Regions from separate parts of the Zea mays genome. Here regions 2 and 3 are each linked to region 1. The links are chromatin contacts, called in public Hi-C maps. All regions are on one chromosome and are shown on one strand. The core of a region is the stretch at or near the end of the contact, and the rest is flanking DNA. Distances in the headings are between cores, read along the strand shown.

The links. A called contact is a pair of places that touch in the nucleus more often than the background predicts.
Region 2: a Hi-C map of ear shows a contact between it and region 1, with 1.8 times the contacts expected there. The contact joins the promoter of LOC100192785 here to the promoter of LOC542304 in region 1. A contact is called at or near these places in 4 of 25 Hi-C or Micro-C datasets (ear, leaf, tassel and 1 more).
Region 3: a Hi-C map of bundle sheath shows a contact between it and region 1, with 3 times the contacts expected there. The contact joins the promoter of LOC103642291 here to the promoter of LOC542304 in region 1. A contact is called at or near these places in 4 of 25 Hi-C or Micro-C datasets (bundle sheath, ear, endosperm and 1 more).

Annotation. Positions count from the first base shown.
Region 1 is chr10:8,665,100-8,668,851 of Zm-B73-REFERENCE-NAM-5.0, forward strand. LOC542304 (abscisic stress protein homolog) reads right to left here and starts at 2,319. Exons shown (of 2, transcript NM_001111891.2): 1 at 2,012-2,319; 2 at 1,473-1,880. The coding sequence starts at 2,242. The coding sequence ends at 1,695. TRNAT-AGU (transfer RNA threonine (anticodon AGU)) reads right to left here and starts at 759; the gene lies at 686-759.
Region 2 is chr10:8,962,495-8,966,001 of Zm-B73-REFERENCE-NAM-5.0, forward strand. LOC100192785 (5-formyltetrahydrofolate cyclo-ligase1) reads left to right here and starts at 1,330. Exons shown (of 7, transcript NM_001358553.1): 1 at 1,330-1,771; 2 at 2,495-2,585. The coding sequence starts at 1,427.
Region 3 is chr10:9,039,583-9,043,374 of Zm-B73-REFERENCE-NAM-5.0, forward strand. It overlaps LOC103642291 (ethylene-responsive transcription factor ERF115), which reads right to left and starts at 2,249. Exons shown (of 2, transcript XM_023301170.2): 1 at 2,060-2,249; 2 at 1-876. The coding sequence starts at 2,249. The coding sequence ends at 59.

The sequences.
Region 1 (3,752 bases), core at 1,069-3,568:
ATTAATAAATGACATTATCCCACGGACTTGTGTTTTCTATTCTGGTCCCTGTATCTAGTGTAATGAAATGTGAACATGATTTTTTTAGATAATGATAAATTGTGAGTATGCTGTCCTTTTCTAACTTGTAAATTTTATGTAATGATTTTAGAACAGTGTTTTTTTTTTCTTTTTGCAGTTTAGAAATGTGTTCCTGATACTGCAGGTAGCTTTAGCTGCAGTACTCTCAAACTATGTAATTCACATATTTAGAAAATATATGCATTTTCTAAAACCGACATATAGTTATGTGTGCGTAAATTTTTGCCAAGTAGATAAAAATATTTAACTCAGGTTTTATTTACCTCAATAATCATGGATTATCCCGTAAAAATGTTAAAAATGTGCGTTCTCGTCTGCGTCATCTGCAACTGCTTAGCAAAGCGACTCGTTCAAATGTTTATTTCATTTGTAAAAAATGTAACGGAACATTTTCTAAAACCGACATATAGTTATGTGCGCGTAAATTTTTGCTAAGTAGATAAAATTATTTAACTCAGGTTTTATTTACCTCAATAATCATGGATTATCCCGTAAAAATGTGCGTTCTCCTGTAAGTCAGGCTGCGTCATCTGCAACTTCTTAGCAAAGCGACTCGTTCAAATGTTTATTTCATTTGTTAAAAATGTAACGGAAATAAAAAAAATGCATTCGTTGAGAGTTGAACTCAAGACCTCCCGCTTACTAAACGGGTGCTCTAACCAACTAAGCTACGAAAGCTCTTGTTTCTTTTGTTTTGTTCAACTTATTGTTATCAAAAGTTAAGTTATGAACTTGCAAAACGTTCCATCTGTAGACATTTTTTTGTTGTTCCGTATCCAAATGTGGTTAATGAATAGGTCTGGTATAATGAGAGACCAAGATCTCACATGCCGATCATTATTTACTCTTCAGCTTATTCGTCATTTACAATTTTATTATAAATGTGAACATGAATTTTTAGATAATTATAAAATGCAAGTATGTGGTCCTTTTAAAAAAAAAACTTGTGAGTATGTGGTCCTTTTCTAAACTTGTGAGTACGTAAATTTTTAGAAAGGTGTTTTATTCTATCTTTTTTTTTTGCAGTTTAGATATGTGTTATTCTTGATCTTAGTAGTACAGGTAGCTTTAATTAGCCGCAGTACTCTCATATACTATATATATATACGATTCACATATTTAGAAAATGTATACATTTTGTAAAACCGACATATATGATTCATACTATATGTGCGTGTTTTTTTCTCTCTAGGTTCGTAAACAATATTTAACTTGGAATAAAATTAATACACCCGTTAAAACAACACGGACGAGTTTTATCTCGGTCTAGCTACCAGCTTGAAATAGTAATTTCATCCATACATAGTTTAATAATCAATAAAATATAATATAGTAAAATATAACATAATGGGTACTAATACTTTTGGAGAAACGTAAACAACTAAACATGTAAGTAAATCAGAGTTGCATACATTTTTTCGGTCCTCGTACCACGATCATACACAAGCACATGCATACACACACGTATACATACGATAGATTACGTAGCCACGCTTATTCGTGCATCACACGAGCGCATACATACGTACGCGCGCACAACACGGCGGGCGCTCGATATCACTCTCACACGCACGCGTAGCACACGGGGAGGGACGACGATACGGGAGGATCAATCAGCCGAAGAAGTGGTGCTTCTTCTCGCCGCCGGCCTCCTCGGCCTCCTTGTGGTCCTTCTTCTTCTCGTGGTGCTCGTGGAAGGCGAAGCCGCCGGAGCCGACGGCCGCCGCCGCCGCGACCTCCTCCTCGATCTTGTGGCGGTGCGCGTGCTCCGGGTCCTTCTTCGCCTCGTGCTTCTCGTACTGTGCATGTCCACGTCACACGAGGTGACCGTCATTCAGTTCGTTCGATTAATATATATATTATTCTTTCTCGTTCATGTATGTATATATATATACTACTCAAGGAGGATCGGATCGGACGGACTACGTACGAGTGCGAAGGCGCCGGCGGCGATGGCGCCGGCCTCGCCGAGGTGCTGCTTGTGCTTGTGCTCCTTCTCCTCCTTCTTGTACTCGTCGTACTCGTTCTCGCCCGTGGACACCACCTCCGTCACCGTGGCCTCCGTGTACTCGGCGGACTCGCCGTACCCGCCGGCGGCGAGCTGCTCCTCGTCCTTCTTGTGGTGGAACAGGTGGTGGTGGTGGTGCTTCTCCTCCGCCATGGATAATGAAACGAGCTAGAAGAGGGATGACCGGCCTTAATTAGCTTGTTGGAGGGAGAGCAAGTGACAATTGGATCGACAGCTGTTCTTGCTTGTTGCTTGGCAGTTGCTCATCGTCTTATATAGCCGGATGGAGGGGCCCTGTGGACTGAGCTGGCATGGCATTATGGACGGTGGTGGAAATCAGTACGCGTATCATTATTATCAAAATTCAGACATGATTAATTAGAAGCGATATGCACCGTCTACAGAACATCTTTATATTATATACATGATTCAACTATTTGCATGATCGAATATACAATTATTCCCTTATAAGATAATACAGATTGTTACAAAACTGGTACTCAACCTACTAAGTTGGTGTTTGATTTTTAGAGACTAAATTTGTAGTCCATCTATTTTATTTCAGCTTAGTCCATAAATTATTAAATACGAAAACCAAAACTCTATTTTAGTTTATATATTTAATAATTTAGAGACTAAACTAAAATAAATGGACTAAAAATTAGTTCGTAAATTAAACATCCTCTAAGATCGTTTAAGATTAAAGTCAGTTGTTTGACTATTAGAGTTGTAATTCATAAAGACAAAAATACTATAAAAATAATAGAATCTAGTATAAATTAAAACCAAACGAACATGTTCCAAACCTTTACTGCTTGCCCAACCGGACAGGGCAGCTTATTTGGGCGGTGGGCCCACAGATGTAGTTGGGCGGCAGGGCCCACCGAGCTCGTGGTCGAAGCAAGCTGAGATACAGTGTCGGCAGGGCAGACGGATGATCCTTGGAATATCCGGAAAGCAGTTTTTTCCCCCACACACCGAAGCCAGCTTTTATATGGGTTTGACACGTGTGCCCATATGTCGGCTGCACCTCTCAGTCTCATCCTCCTCCTCTCGCTCTTTCACACCGACCACCAGCGCCTAAAATATCAGGCATATGATTTGTTTCCACACATCTAGTACTAATGCAACCGGATCATATCTCTTTTCACGAGGAGAAGATGACGGTGTCGGCCGGTTGGAAAAAAAAATAATGCAAAAGGCTACCAAGATACAGCTTCCCTCGCATTAAGACACGGAATGCCGATGGCGACCCTGAACCGAAGATATTTATTCCTCTTCGCTGATCGATTTAGGGTCCCGCGGATTCGACTGATGGAGACAAAAAAAACTAACATTCATCTACAGTCTGTGTCCATTCATGTCAAAGATGATTGCATTCTTCATGAGGCATATACATCTACTATATTTAAGCAGGAAAATCTTTTTTGTGAACATATTGATCAGTCATCTAAAAAGCTTAAGTTGATGGAAAAAATTAGTCAATCTATCTATACACTTCACAATGAGGTCGCAGCACTAGGGATGAAACCCCGCGGCCGCCCGCTTTAACCACCGCAAAATATTCTTCTTGCGGTTGTGCGCTATGTTGTCATTATATGCCAGAGATAGCCAAACGGCCCTGCCCGGTCCGGGCCTGTTAAAACCTGGCCCGTTTTGGGTC
Region 2 (3,507 bases), core at 80-2,579, 300 kb after region 1:
ACCGGGGTGCTCGTAGTAGGGGTTACAAGCTTCGTGGGAGAGGGTTTGACCTTGGAGCGAGCCGTCTGAGTTGGCCTCCTTTTGCGTCCACCCCTCCTCCCCTCGAAGGCCCTGGGCATCCCCTTTTATAAATACAAGGAGATGACCCAGCTGTACATATGAGGTGTAGCTATGTGCTAACGTGGCAGGTGGAGAAGTGCTTGAGCCCTGTAGAAGCGTAGCTGACGGTGCGGTCCTGGGTCCTGCTGACGTTTCTTTGCCTTCGTAGAGAGTTGAGAACAATCGACGTCATGGACGCAGGCAGAGAACCATCATTACCTGTTGCCGGAGTAATCTAGATGGGACACCAGTCTTGTTCCTTCGTAGCCTGATGCAACTAGATAGGGGTAGGGTAATGATGTATCCCCTGTGGCGTAGTCGGGCCGAGGTCGGGCGAGGCGGTGACTTCTCCTGAGGCCGAGGCTGAGGTCGGGCGAGGTTGTGACTCCTCCTGAGGCCGAGGCTGAGGCCTGGGGTCGGGCGAGGCGGAGACCTTCTCCCGAGGGCGAGGCTGAGGCCGAGGCCTGGGGTCGGGCGAGGCGGAGCTCCCTGTTGCACCCGAGACTGAACTCGGGGGAGGTTGTGACTTACTGTCGTTAGTTTTACCCTGGTGGTTGGCACAGTAGTCGGAACAGGGTGAATAGTGTTGTTTTCCTGTCAGAACGATCAGTAAAGGGGCGAAGTGACTGCGGTCAATTCGACCTTGCCAACTGAGACGCGTGTGTCAGAATAAGGTGTCAGGTGATCCCCGCATTGAATGCGCATGCGATACGGTCGATGGTAAGGCGATTTGGTCGAGGTTGTTGTACGACAAAGTTTGTCCGAGCTTGGCCTCGAACGAGCCGGGGGTGCGCCCACTGCCTGAGGAGGCTCTCGGGCGAGGCGTGAATCCGTCCGGGACTACTGTTCTTGCTCGAGGTCGGGCTCGGACGAGACGAGATCGCGTCCCTTGGTAGATGAGGCTTTAACTTTGAGCTGTGCTTACCAGTCTTTACGGCCTGTTTTGAAGATGTTTTCCAGCCGTGCTTAAGAGTATTGGGGGTACCCCTAATTACGGTACCCAACAATAATAGTACTTACAATTAATTATTTATTGTATATATTTAACAAATGATACTAGTTTCTATTATTCGAGACTGAATCAAAATTATGAGTCTATTAGAGTTCGGTTCCTAAAATTATTTTGAAAATTTTGATTCTTATTTTTTTCAGATCCTAAAATTTCACAAACTCTGAATTATCCAAATAGACCGAACCCTACGTGCGGGAACGTTTCGTTCCGGTGAAACCCGCTCTCCCGTTTTCTATAATTGCGAAAATATCCCGAATCCGTGGCTTCCCTTCCCTGGCGCGCGAGTGACGAGCGTGCGCAGAAGCTAGCCAAGCGATGCCGCTCCTCTTCCCCGCCACGCCGCCGCTACCGCTGTGCCGCGCCGCGCGCGTCTCACGCCGCGCCACGGCCTCCGTGGCGTCCGCGGCCAGGAGCTCGTCGTCGTCCTCGGCCTCGTTCGACGCGGCCGCCTTCGAGGCCGAGCGGCTGCGCCTGGACGCCGCGGCGCGGGCCGGGATGGAGTCCACCGCCGCGGCAGCGGAGGCCGGCCCGCGGGCCTGGAAGTGGGCGATACGGAAGCGGGTGTGGGACGCGCTCGAGGCTGAGGGCATCGCGCGGGACCCGCGCCCCGTCCACCACCGCATCCCCAACTTCGACGGCGCCCCCGCCGCCGCAGACGCGGTACGCCGTACGCGCGCTCGCCCTCGTTCTCTCGCCCGCCCGTTCTGCGCCCTCCTACCTAAGCCGACAGCAAGTTTCTCCGGAAGGAATCGGAGCTGAATGGCGGCCCACCTTTCGTCTGATGTGAAATTATGCCGACAGCAAATATGCAAGTTAGGCTGTTAGTGTTAGCCTTATAAGCGAAATTATGTCAAATCAAATTGTGTTTCAGTTAGAGTGTTATGTGGAACCCTGCATTGCATTTGACCAATCCGATCAGGCACCTGAGTGTTTGGTCTGCATGCTTCATAAGGTGGTGCACTGGTGCTGGTGCATGGTGAGTTCACCCCATGAATTTTGGTGAAATTAACTCATTCCTCATGCATATACTAATTATTAACTTGTGAGGAATGATATTGTGATGGATCAAACAATTCCACGAATTCTATTCCACAAACCAAGCAAAAAAATAATGAGTAAGAAGATGGACCGTCTCATTCTTCAAACCAAACACACCCAAATGTTTTGGTTTCTCTAATCCAAATTGAGGGCTCAAAACATTGCTCTCTTATCATCTGTAGGAGCAAGAAATTATGATTGTGCGATTAAGTTATCGCTTCTGCTGCACTTATTGATCATTCATTACATAATTTGTAACATCAACTCTTGTTTCTATTCCTGTTGTTTTGTAAATTGTTTCGCGTGCTCATCATTAACACCTGCAACGTTTCGAACTGTCACCAGTTGGGGAGGCTTGACATATTTCAGAAGTCCCATTGTGTAAAGGTCAATCCTGACACACCTCAGAAGCAAGTTCGGTTCTTAACATTGTCAGGTCTGTACCTATAATTGCTACAATTTATAATGGCCTAATCGTGTCTACGTATTATTTGTGGCAGCAGCATATTAGCATGTGCATAGACTTTGTCAGCACATATAAAAAAAATTAAAACTCTGGTGCATCTAGTTCCTAGATTGGCTAAAACAAGTAGCTGTCAGTATCATCAACCTTTCTTGAAGATAGCTTGTTTATTTCTTCTCAAATGCGCAGGAGAGTGCGAGCCATTTATTGAACAGGAAAGAGTATCCAAGTGTACAACACCACTCACACAAGACAGTAGGTCCTAGAAAAGGTTTCAAATGTCCCTATAGCCCTGACTCCCTGAGTGCGCACTGTAAGGCTCCCTCCTCTGCTGTTCACACCAGCAAGCTTGTGCTCAGAGAAAAATTACCAAAGAGTTAAGTCTTCCTCTATGCTGTTTGTCCACCATCTTGATTGCATGGCACCACCATCATGGAAGCTAACTCTGTCAGTTTGAAAATCTAGTGCTTTTAAGACCAATTTTTGCAGAATAAGTAACCACACCTGCACCTCCCTTGAAGTTGCGCCAGGTTACTGTAGTTGCTTTTCTGGTGTAAGGTCGTATGATCAAGCGTGCTCTGAATTAGTCAGTGGAGCATGATATACTAGGTCGATTCATGCTTATTGCTGCATAGTTAATTTCTCGTTGTAATGCACCAGTATGTAATTGTATCATTCTGTTTCCTGATTAACTTCATAAGTTAATAGCACTTGATCTCTCAATGAATTTCATGCTGCAAACCAAAGCATATACTGGTTGGTTAGTGTTTCAGGTTTTCTGTACATTTTTTCTAGCTTTCGATCAGATGTACCCATTCTATTAAGGACAAACACTGCAATCATGCTAAACTTCTTGCCTGAGAATTTGAAAATGATTTGTTTGCTTCTCCTTTTG
Region 3 (3,792 bases), core at 999-3,498, 370 kb after region 1:
AATGCAAAAAAAAAATTCGGCCCGGGCGGCCGTTTTCGCGCCGAGCCGTTGACTGTGATCAACCCGACTGGTCCCACCGCCACGGCGGGTACGACGAGCTGTAGACGCTCGCCCACGCCGCCGGGGGCGTTCCTGAGCCCGCGCGGCTCTGCGGCGGCGAGAGGTAGCCGTAGCCCCCCAGGGCCTCGCCCTCTGCTCCGAACCCGTACGCCGTAGCCGCCGAGGCAGCAGTAGAAGGCGGTGGTGCAGGCAGTAACGTAGCACTAACACTTGTAGTCGGAAGTACCCCCGACGACGCGCTGGGACCGCCGCCGCTGCCGCTTTGCAGGAACCTGGCGTACTCAGAGTAGGGGTCCGTTCCGGCAGCGGGGAGCGCCTGCGACTCCAGCAGCGCCTCCGGCCGGGCAGGCCGCGCGGCTGGAGCCAGACTCGGATGCTGCCGCTGCTGGGCCGTCGCCGTCGTAGGCCCGCGCGGCGCGGAAGCGAGCGTGGCGGACTCGGGGAAGTTGAGCTTGGCGCGGCTGCCGCGGAACCTGAGCGCGGCGCCGTCGTAGGCCCGCGCGGCGGCCTCGGCCGAATCGAAGGTGCCCAGCCACACGCGCGCCGCCTTGTGCGGGTCCCGGATCTCCGCCGCCCACTTCCCCCACGGCCGCTGCCGCACTCCGCGGTACCGCCTCCGCGCCGCCGCCCGGTTGCTGGCGCTGGTGCTGCTGCTGCTGACTCCACCAGCCGACGGCGGGGACGGGAGCTCGTCGTCGTCCGCGCCGGCCGAGGCGGCGCGGTGCTGCGAGGAGCTAGCGGCCGCCGCCGCCGCCGCAGGCCAATATTCCTCCGACAGCTGCGTCGCGCTGTGGCCTGCATGGAAGGTCACAGAGGTTGGTTACTCTGCTCATCTGTGTTTTAGCCATGCTCTGTTTTCTTTTTTCTTTCCCTGGAACAAAGAAGCAGAGATATGCATTTTACGTATCCGCAATCGCAATACGGCATCTTGCTCTTTGAAAGCAACCTGATTAGTGTGAAGTTTATTTATTTAGCTGTAGACATATTTGATTGTGAGAAAATAGACAACCATAAAATCATTATTAAGTTGGTCCCGTTTGTTTGAGCTTCTAGACAGCTTGTCAGCGTGAAAGACCAAAAGGCAAAAGCTGAAACAAACAACTATTTTTTTTATAGTTTAGCTTCGTAAATCCAGAAGTTTAGAAAAACTATTTTTTAGCTTCGTGAAGCCTGAAAGGCGAAAACAAACAATTGATTTTTTTTTTGGTTTAGCTTCGTAAAACCAGAATGCCGTCTCTTAACCACTATAGCTCGTGTTGGTTGTGCTTTATAAAGAATAGTTTTCCGATATGCAAGAAAAACACAAAAACAAGAAAAACACAAAACGTGTCTTCAACATGCTCTTAACTTTTTCATAGTACTTAAAACTCTTTCATTTGTAGAGTTTTGGGCTTCTCAGAAATAATCTGCCATTTTAAGGGATCTGTTGGAGAAAGGATTAAAATCTACTCTCACTAATTTTTTAGATACCTATTAAAACTGATTTTGAGGAGTCATTTTTTAAAGAGCTTTGAAGATGCTCTAATAGACTTTAGATTTTACACTACAAACTTTAAGAGTCGAATCAGATTAGGATCATATTTCATTTATATTTATTTTTTGAACTAATATTATTTAAAGAGCTTAATTTTTTTTGTGAAAGGTTATTTGGTACCACCCCTATGTACCGTACGGAGGCGTAAGCCACGGACCTCCGACTCCGTGCACATCTGACCTAACCAGCCCACCCAATAGAAGAATCATGACAAATCATCAACGTGACGTGCGTGCGTGCGTGCTTTCTACCACCACATGCATCTTCTAAATGACCGAGCAAAAGAGTATAAAAATAATACGTACAAAATACGGAGCAATGCATGCATGAGAAAAGGAAGGAGAAGGAACAAAAAAAAACATGCGTATTAATTCGTGGACCAAATGGAGTATGCTGTATTGCTGTGCTATGCTGCTGCTACGGTATGGCAGGCAGAGGCAGCGGCAGCGATCGACATCGACGTACCGTGGAGCACGAAGCGGCTCGGCGACGGCTCGGCGACGTGCGGCTGCAGCTCGGCGTACGGGTACGGCCAGCACGCCTCGGCCATAGACGCATCTTGCGCCTGCGCCTGCGCCAGCAGCCCGGCGCCACCGGGCCCCTTAGCCGGCGGCGCAGCGGACCCGGCGACCACCCTGGCGAGCGCGGCCACCATGGCCGACATCTCCCGCGCCTGCCTGCTGCCGCTCTCCTGCCACGGCGCCGCCGCGGTGGCCATCACGGCCGCCGGCTCCCCGCGGCCTGCTCCTCCTCCTCCTCCTCCTCCTCCTCCTCCTTCTCCGTCGCTGTCGGCGTCGGCGGCGAGAAGCCGCCGCCGCTGCTCCCCGGAGTTCGCCACCGCTGCGTGGCACATGAACGAACAGTCCCGGCCAGCCGTTCACACACCGCACGACAGTACGGACGACACGGCCGAGAACGAGATGGACGGCTCGGTCGGCGGCCGGTACCTATGGATGCATAGTAGCGCTACGTGACAGGCGTGACCTATGGATGCATGTACAGTGGTGTTTAATGTGGGAGCTCTTAAGGTGTTTTAGGGGGTTATTTGCAAAATAATCTTAGAGCCGTCTCTCCGTGAAGAGACGCCTCTGGCTCGTAAACCAAGTAACAACAGACGCCTCACTTCCCACTGTACGAATTTGTCGTCTGTTCTATCGATCTGATGCTATACAAATACATTTAATTCTGTATTTATTAATAGACTACGTTTATAGACACTCCATTGTACAATAGAGTCTCTTAGTTGTCTCTTGTGCTTGGAGAACCGTTTTGGTGTCTTTCCACTGTACATGCCCTAATAGCGATGTTGTTACTTGGCATGTACAGTGGAGAGACACCAAAACGGTTCTCCAAGCACAGGAGACAACTAAGAGACTCTATTGTACAATGGAGTGTCTCTAAACGTAGTCTATTAATAAATACAGAATTAAATATATTTGTATAGCATCAGATCGATAGAACAGACGACAAATTCGTACAGTGGGAAGTGAGGCGTCTGTTGTTACTTGGTTTACGAGCCAGAGGCGTCTCTTCACGGAGAGACGGCTCTAAGATTTTTTTACAAATAACCCCCTAAAACAACTTAAGAGCCTCCATATTAAACACCACTGTATATGCCCTAATAGCGACTCTAATGGCAACGTGTCGAGACAGTCAGACATGCGGAACCTAGAGCTAAACCCTGTTCAGGAAACCGTCACGTCACACCCGACGCACTTAACACGTAGCAGCAAGCATTACACTTGTTGACCGGCGTGCCTCGCGTTGTCCTCTCCTCCATGCTGGTTTGGCTCAGTCAACGATCACACGTGTCGCAAGACGAGAGCCCCGTCATTATTGTACTCCTAGCTCCCTCTCCACGTCACGTCATTGTCGCGTGATGTCGGCTACCTAGCACTCGGCTGCGCACGTGTGAAATCGCAGGGGGGTGGGGGGGGGGGGGGGGGGGGGGGAATTTGGATTGGATCACATATAAAGCGTTGTGCGGGTGAGTTGCACGAATTTTAAAAGTGGGTCTTCGCTCATCATCGCATATGCGTGGCTGGATTTGTATACTGTTATTTTTTTTTTGTTGTTGTAAGGAAGGAGGTGGGCAAGTTTGGGACAATTTGTTATGGGCCTTTTTTTTATAAAAAAACAAAGTATCCAACGTTTTTTTTTAAAACCATTCTCCATGGCCGTCCGTACTCGGGTGTATA